Regions from separate parts of the Pan troglodytes genome. Here region 2 is linked to region 1. Evidence: chromatin contacts called from public Hi-C data. All regions are on one chromosome and are shown on one strand. The core of a region is the stretch at or near the end of the contact, and the rest is flanking DNA. Distances in the headings are between cores, read along the strand shown.

Region 1 (3,243 bases), core at 367-2,866:
CACACCCTTGCTTGGTTATCTGGCATTAAAAAATAAAGTAAGGCCAGGCACGGTGGCTCATGCCTGTAATCCCGGCACACCGGGAGGCTGAGGCAGGAGGATCATTTGAGGCCAGGAGGTCCAGACCAGCCTGGGCAAATGGCAAAACCTCATCTCTATCAAAACTACAAAAATTAGCCAGGCATGGTGGCACAAGTCTGAAATCCTAGCTAGTCGGGAGACTAAGGCATGAGAATCACTTAAACCTGGGAGGCAGAGGTTGCAGCGGGCCAAGATCGCACTGCTGCACTCCAGCCTGGGCAACAGAGTGAGACTTCATCTCAAAAAAATAATAATAGTAACACTAATAACAATTTAATAGTGAAGAGTCTATCTTTGGTTATCATGCATCAACACAAATAATTCATTATTTTGCTCAAATGCCAAGAGAAATTACAGTCATCTCTGTACCCAACTGCCAATAAAGTTTCTAATATCTATGAAATTATGATACACAAAATATCTGTATGAGTTAATATTGCTAATACTTGTGGTGGTTACAAGAGAGGGAGATGTTATTGACTTGCTGTAGTTTTTATCATTCATGTAGACATGATCTTCAAAGGGTGAGAAAATACAAACGTCTGTAATTTTCTTTACCTAACTTGTTAATAAAAATCATACTTGTTTAATTCCTTCTAGTTTGTAAAATTATTCCATGCATTAACTTACCAAAATAACCAAAAGTCATTGACAGCTGATCCAGAAAATAATGTAGATGGCTGGAGTAGCATTCAGGAAATTCAAGCCTTTAGCTTCCTCATCTGTAAACTAGATAATTGCAATATATGATGTTTGAGGGCCTGTGGGTTCTAACCTTTCATTACTTTTAACAATGTTTGTAAGTTGAGTTAGGGAACTAATCAAAAAGAAAAAGTTTCAGAATGTTTCGAAGTCATGTCAGCCTTCAAGTTAAAATTACAGCCACCTACTCCAAAGTAACTTTTTTTTTAAAGAATGCAACACTTTGGGGGTGTTTACATTCTTTTATGGTTCAACAAGCCTTCAAGTTCACTGTTTTATAGAGCAAATCAATCCAGCCTGGTTTGCTTTGTAAATAAAGTTTTATTGGAACACAGCCACACCCACTCATTCACATATTGTCTATGGCTAGTTTTGCACAAAAATAATAGAGTTAAATAGTTGCAACAGAGACTTTACAGCCCAGCGAAGCCTAGGATATTTACTACCTGGTTCACTGCAAAAAAAGTTTGCCAACCCTTGCTTTAAAACAATAACTTATTTGTATGTATTGTTAAAATGTTAGTTCTTCCACACACACAAAAAAAAACTTTAAGAGAAGAGGTGAAGTTATTTCAACTTTTCTGATCAATCCTTGGCAATCTGTAAATTTTGTAAATTTATATCAGTAGCACAAGTTAAATTATTTTTTTAAATTAATTTAAATTTAATTACGTTTCTGTGAAATCTAATATACAATTTTTTACACTCTTCTAACATTTGCAATGTTTGAAAAACACACTTGCAAATAAAACTGCCCAAAATGTCTGTCCTTTGTGAGTTCAGTATTCTGGTGAATCCCGTTCGATAGTATTTTTATTGATCAGTAGAGGGCGTGCTTGACTCAATATAATTGTAGGTACAGCGTGTGCACAATTTAGCCTGGTAACAACAGGTCGACAGCTGCATGAAGAAAGTTAAGGGAGAAATTACTCTATTTTTGTGATGTTAGTGAAAAGGATTAGAATAGCACAAGAAAACTGGTCTATTACCATTTAACTGAAGGTAATGTTTTCCTCCTGAGAAGAAAATTACTCATCTACTCTTTAGCATTGGTTTACAGGAATATTGAATATTTTCAACAAGAGAAAGCAACAATTTGGCTACAGAAAACAGGATTTTTTTGTGCCAAGATGATACAGCACATCTTGTGACAGTGGCTACTCTCTCCACCCTCCATCTCTTTGCATTGTTGCCTGTGTACTGATGCCATTAGCATTGACAGAGCCATTGTCCATTGTAAGAAAATATAAAAGAAGATCATTAGAAGTTCAGATTTCTGTAGTGGCTCTCTGGGTTTTTTGATCAACACAGAGGCTGTCTGAAAAGTGAAACATTTCCAAGGAGAATGTGCTGCCGAACTAAAGAATGCTAGGCCCCTAAAAAGAGACTGAAAAAAAACCCACCTACCAGCAGGCTAGACAAAGGGTGCAGGTTGGGGCCTCTTCTTTGAAAGACCTGATTAATGTGAGGTCTTGTTACCTGCTTTATCACTGTTTTGTTATGAGTGAAAGGTTTCAGCATTCTTAATTTGTCTTGCGGATGGGAAAAGGAAAGGCAAACTTGCCTGATGGGGGTCTGAGGGTGAGGTAGATCCATTTGCCCTCAGTGAAAAATAACAGACACAAAAGACACAGGTGATTCTACAGATTCATCCTAAATGTCTTTTTCTGAAAAAGCAGCCAAAAGCACTCATCGTTTAGCCACTTATCTTGAAGAATAAGGTATAGGCTCCAGCAGGTGCAGAAAATAAGTTATTCATTATGCTAAAGCAAAAATAGATTCAAAGAACTAAATAGGAAAAAAAAATCAGTTTTACGAATTAAAGAACAGGCATAGAAAGATTAAAATAAGGTAATCATTGTAATTCCTGTTACTTAGTAGGTTATTCTAAAGCACATTTTGGCTTCAGGTCTCTAGAAATAATCATCTTCTCATGATATGTGCAATATTTAAAAATTAATTACAAACAGTTTTCATACCATCTATGAAATTAGAACATATAAATCATGCTTTGGAGTTTTTTAAACGAGAAGCAGAATATGCGCTTTTTACCATATTTTACCTCTGGTTCCCTGAAATTTAAGTCTTATGAAAATATTAGGAGATACATAATATAGTTAATAGCAAATATCCAATATGTATTTTCAGTGAGTGAAGAGAGAAGGATAAGATGCTTATGCTGGATACGTGTTTCATGAACATTGTCCCATGAGGATGAAAACGTAACAGATCATGGTACTTAGATTACTGTATTGCCAGTCACAGACAGCAAGTGAAACATATCATTGGGTTGTAATGTGGAAAATACCCCACAATAAGTAAGCAAATGAGACATAGTATTAAAAATACATGGCGTCTGACCCAGATAATTAGCTATTCCACAGATAGTAGCTAGTAGTCATTATCATAGTGTAAGTTCAATTTGGTTTGATTGAATTTATTTTGTCACCTTTTTATTAG
Region 2 (3,535 bases), core at 344-2,843, 370 kb after region 1:
ACTCCTTCCTTTTCATTCCTTGATGGTCTCTATTGACCTTCAGTCACTGATTTGCTTCTCTTTGTGAGGGTATTTCAGTCCCAGGAGGAACTTTTAATTCCTGTTTTTTACTCTCTTCTGATTGGGGGGGAACACAGGATTAATATCCATGGAAAACATTAAGGAATCCAGAGAAGTTTTATTTTTACATTAATATACAGAATATCCACAGAGAATATAAAAGGCTACAGCAAAATCAAGTGATTCACTGGGACATAATATGTCTCTCTTTTCAATTATTTAAAGTCCCACAGAAACTTGACTGACATTTTCTATGCATTTTTGAAGAGAAATGGAAAGAGATGTGGGGGGGGGGGCGGTAACATATAGCTATTTCGGGAGAGATTAGCTTGTTGTGTAATCCAGTCACAGAAAGATAATCGCAGACACCAGAGCTAAATTTCTTTGACTGAATTCATGTAAATCAGTATTTTTTTTTTTACTTCTACACATGAATAAGAAGTAATTTCATTCACTGGGGTTGCTGTGTGGTGTAAATACACATATTCACTAATGTTAAGAAAAATTGTGCTTATTATGTATAGTAGTGATGCACATAATTTACACACACTCATTGATTGAAATGTTTCCCTGTGGATCAGGTGCGTTCATAATCAGATGAAGGAAAAGCAAAGGAAGCATTTATTTTCCATTTCGTGAATCATAAAATCGGAGGTTTGGGCTGACTACCTTTAGGTTCCCTTACGGTGTTTTTTGGGAACCGCTTTGGAGTCAGCTATCTGCTAAGTTTGGAATTGCCACCACGAAAGTAAACACCGTAGTGAGGAGCGGGTTGAGGAAAAGAATAAATAGTTGGTGGAAGGAACCACCGTACTCGAGGGAGGGGACAGTGGGAACGGCCCCTGTCACAATCACTCAATCATTTATCCAAAGCATCAACATTCTCAGAGCAAAGAACTTGTGTTTCTAACTCCAGAGGTGCCTGGATTCACAACCAAAAATGCTTCTTCCTCGCTCTCCACAGCCCCTCCCATGCCATACGCCGGCTCGGCACCCCCTCTTCGCTGTGCATTTCTGCTTCCCCCCAAAGCCGGAGTAGTAAAGGGAGGCTCCTCGCGGCCCCCGCGGGCTCCCAGGGACCCGCAAGTTGAAGCGCGAGGGTTCCACGCGGGCTGCGGGGACGCGGGCCTCCGTGCTGCAGACTTTCTCAGGGCGCCTGGGTCGCAGCAGGCGCGGAGTCCCGCGCGCAGCAGCTGCTCCGCCGGCCTCGCCTCCGACCCCCGCCCTGCGCCAAGCGCGGAAGCGCTCGCAACCCAACTGCCCCGGGTGCCGGGCGCCTAGGGAGGGGCCGCCACCGCCCCCTCCGCCCGGGGGCCAGCGCCGAGCAGCCCCCGCCTCCCCGGAATCCAGAGGCCGAGCCGGAGGCGGCGGGGCCACGGTGGGAGCCCGCGAGGTGGCCCGAGCCAGGGCTCCGTATCCCCGCAGAGCCCGCCCGAGGGCGCAGCCGGCCACGCCAGGGGAGGCAGCCGGGCGGCGGGGAACGGCGGGGGCGGAGCGCAGCCTCCCGACGCCGCCGCCTCACCGCCCCCCTCCGCCTCCTCGTCCTCCGCTCGCAGCCGCCGCCTCCGCCGGGCTGAGGAGCCGGGAGTCCGCCGCGCCAGCTCGGGGCTGCGGGATGGGGAGTTAGCGCCACGGCGGCGGCAGTGGCCGCAGCGCACCCCGCCGCCGCCCAGGAGCCCGTCCAGCCAGGGGTGCCGGGCCCGCCCAGCCCGCCCCGGAGCCAGGCCCGCGGGCGGCGGCGGAGCTGGGCAGGTGGATGCGGCTGGAAGATGGCGCCCTCGGGCCCGGGCAGCAGCGCCAGGCGGCGGTGCCGGCGGGTGCTGTACTGGATCCCGGTGGTCTTCATCACTCTCCTGCTCGGCTGGTCCTACTACGCCTACGCCATCCAGCTGTGCATAGGTGAGTGCGCCCCCCGCCGCGGCGCCCCCAGCGCAGCGCAGCCCACCCCGACTGTCCCGGGACGCTCAGCCGCGCCTCCACTCTCGCCCCCCGGATGCGCCCCGGGCGCTGCCAACCTGCCGCGTCCCGCCGGCTCCGCCGCCGAAAGCAGCCTCGGGGCAGCTTTTTCCACGCGCACGCCCCTCGCCCTCCCCTCCCAACTCTCGGGTTATGGTGCCGCCTCCGCCCCGCACTCGCCGCCGAGCCTCCCGCCGCCTTCCGCTCACCGCCGCCGCCCCGGCCACACCCCCTAGAGGGGCGGACGGTCCCCGGGACCGCTGTGGAGAGGGGAGGCCGAGGCCGGCGAGGTGCGCCGGGGGCTGAAGGGCTGAGCTGGGCCCGGCCCCGAGCTGCGCCAGACCCGCGCGGGGGTGCTGGCCTTGGCGGCGGAGCTGGATCCCTTGCTGGTTGGCGTCAATCCACTCGTTAGAAATTTGTGACAGCGCTCAGGGGCGTTTTTGCTGCCTTTATGATTTGAGGATTGCCAGTTGGACACTTTTCTAGTTAAAAAGGATGTGGAGGAGGTGAGCTACTAGAAAGTATTTTTGAGGACATGTGCAACACACTAAACCATAATTTAGGTGTTTGAACAGTAGGGAGAGAAAAAAAGAGGTGATCGTCTGAGGTTTTTACACCCAGAGAGCAAAGTGGCTCCAGTCCGAGTTCGAGGTTCCTGAATTGGTGGGTAGGATACTTTTAATGCTGAAGATTAAAATTTTTTAAAAAGTTGATTATTATGCACAAGTAGGGAGTACAATGATGTCGCTTAATGTAAGCTGGTTTCTACCTTCAGGGGTTTTATGAAAACTGATCTGGGTTATCAGAAAAAGATGTTAAAACAGAAAATGACCTTTCTGCCAGTGACTTGTGAATGCTTTCTGTGTTTCGTGCTCCACCTAACAAAGTGTCTGTTTTTGCCCTACCAAGTGCTAGCTTTGGGTGGGACAAGGGAAAAGATTAAATAGTGGCCTATTATTTTGAGCCTTCACAAGCTCAGCATTTTCAAAGCCTCAAGATTCAGACATAAAATCTTGTCTGAAGCCATCTTACCTCAAAATGTTGCGCCTTGTGAGAAAGTGTCATAATAATACATCAAAATAATCACTGATGTAAGTTGTAAGAGAACCGAGACTTTTATTTCATATAGTTTTAAAATTTGCTGTTATTACTTGAAGGGATTTAGAAACAAGCTTAATAGTCCAAAAAAAAAAAAAAAAAACCTTGAGTCTGTTGTTAGGAAAAGATGAGGCTGTACAGGCATTATCATGAGGATGCATTTAGGTATGCAGTCGTCAAGTCATCTAAAATATATAGGAAAGGACGTGTAGTAAATTTTGTATTAGCTGTTAATATTAAAATAGCTTGCCTTATTGAGATAGACTGTATATGTTACATAACTGTTGGGAACCTTTGTTGTGTTTCATTCCTTCGTCCTCTTAAAAACAGTGACCAGTATCGATTAATATAACCTGCAAAGAAGGGACATCCTAGAAGGCCTTCATTATCAAAATAGCCTATTCTCCTGTATTATCACATT

What was found. Hi-C and Micro-C count contacts between places; a contact is called where the count stands out from the background.
Region 2: a Hi-C map of induced pluripotent stem cells shows a contact between it and region 1, with 2.4 times the contacts expected there. The contact joins the promoter of ZDHHC2 here to the enhancer-like site in region 1. A contact is called at or near these places in 5 of 7 Hi-C or Micro-C datasets (blood, induced pluripotent stem cells, a lymphoblastoid cell line and 2 more), 1 of 1 datasets of contacts at active chromatin or transcription factors (stem cell-derived excitatory neurons) and 1 of 1 other capture datasets (stem cell-derived neural stem cells).

The regions. Positions count from the first base shown.
Region 1 is chr7:25,069,950-25,073,192 of NHGRI_mPanTro3-v2.0_pri, forward strand. No RefSeq gene overlaps it. Among named protein-coding and RNA genes, the nearest start is that of FGF20, 220 kb to the right of the region's middle. Within about 2 kb of position 1,617, at least 7 of the 24 cell types and tissues checked have an H3K27ac peak or open chromatin away from gene starts, as enhancers often do. A contact at or near this core is called in induced pluripotent stem cells, where this site is marked.
Region 2 is chr7:25,442,262-25,445,796 of NHGRI_mPanTro3-v2.0_pri, forward strand. It overlaps ZDHHC2 (zinc finger DHHC-type palmitoyltransferase 2), which reads left to right and starts at 1,594. Exons shown (of 13, transcript XM_519614.9): 1 at 1,594-1,959. The coding sequence starts at 1,830.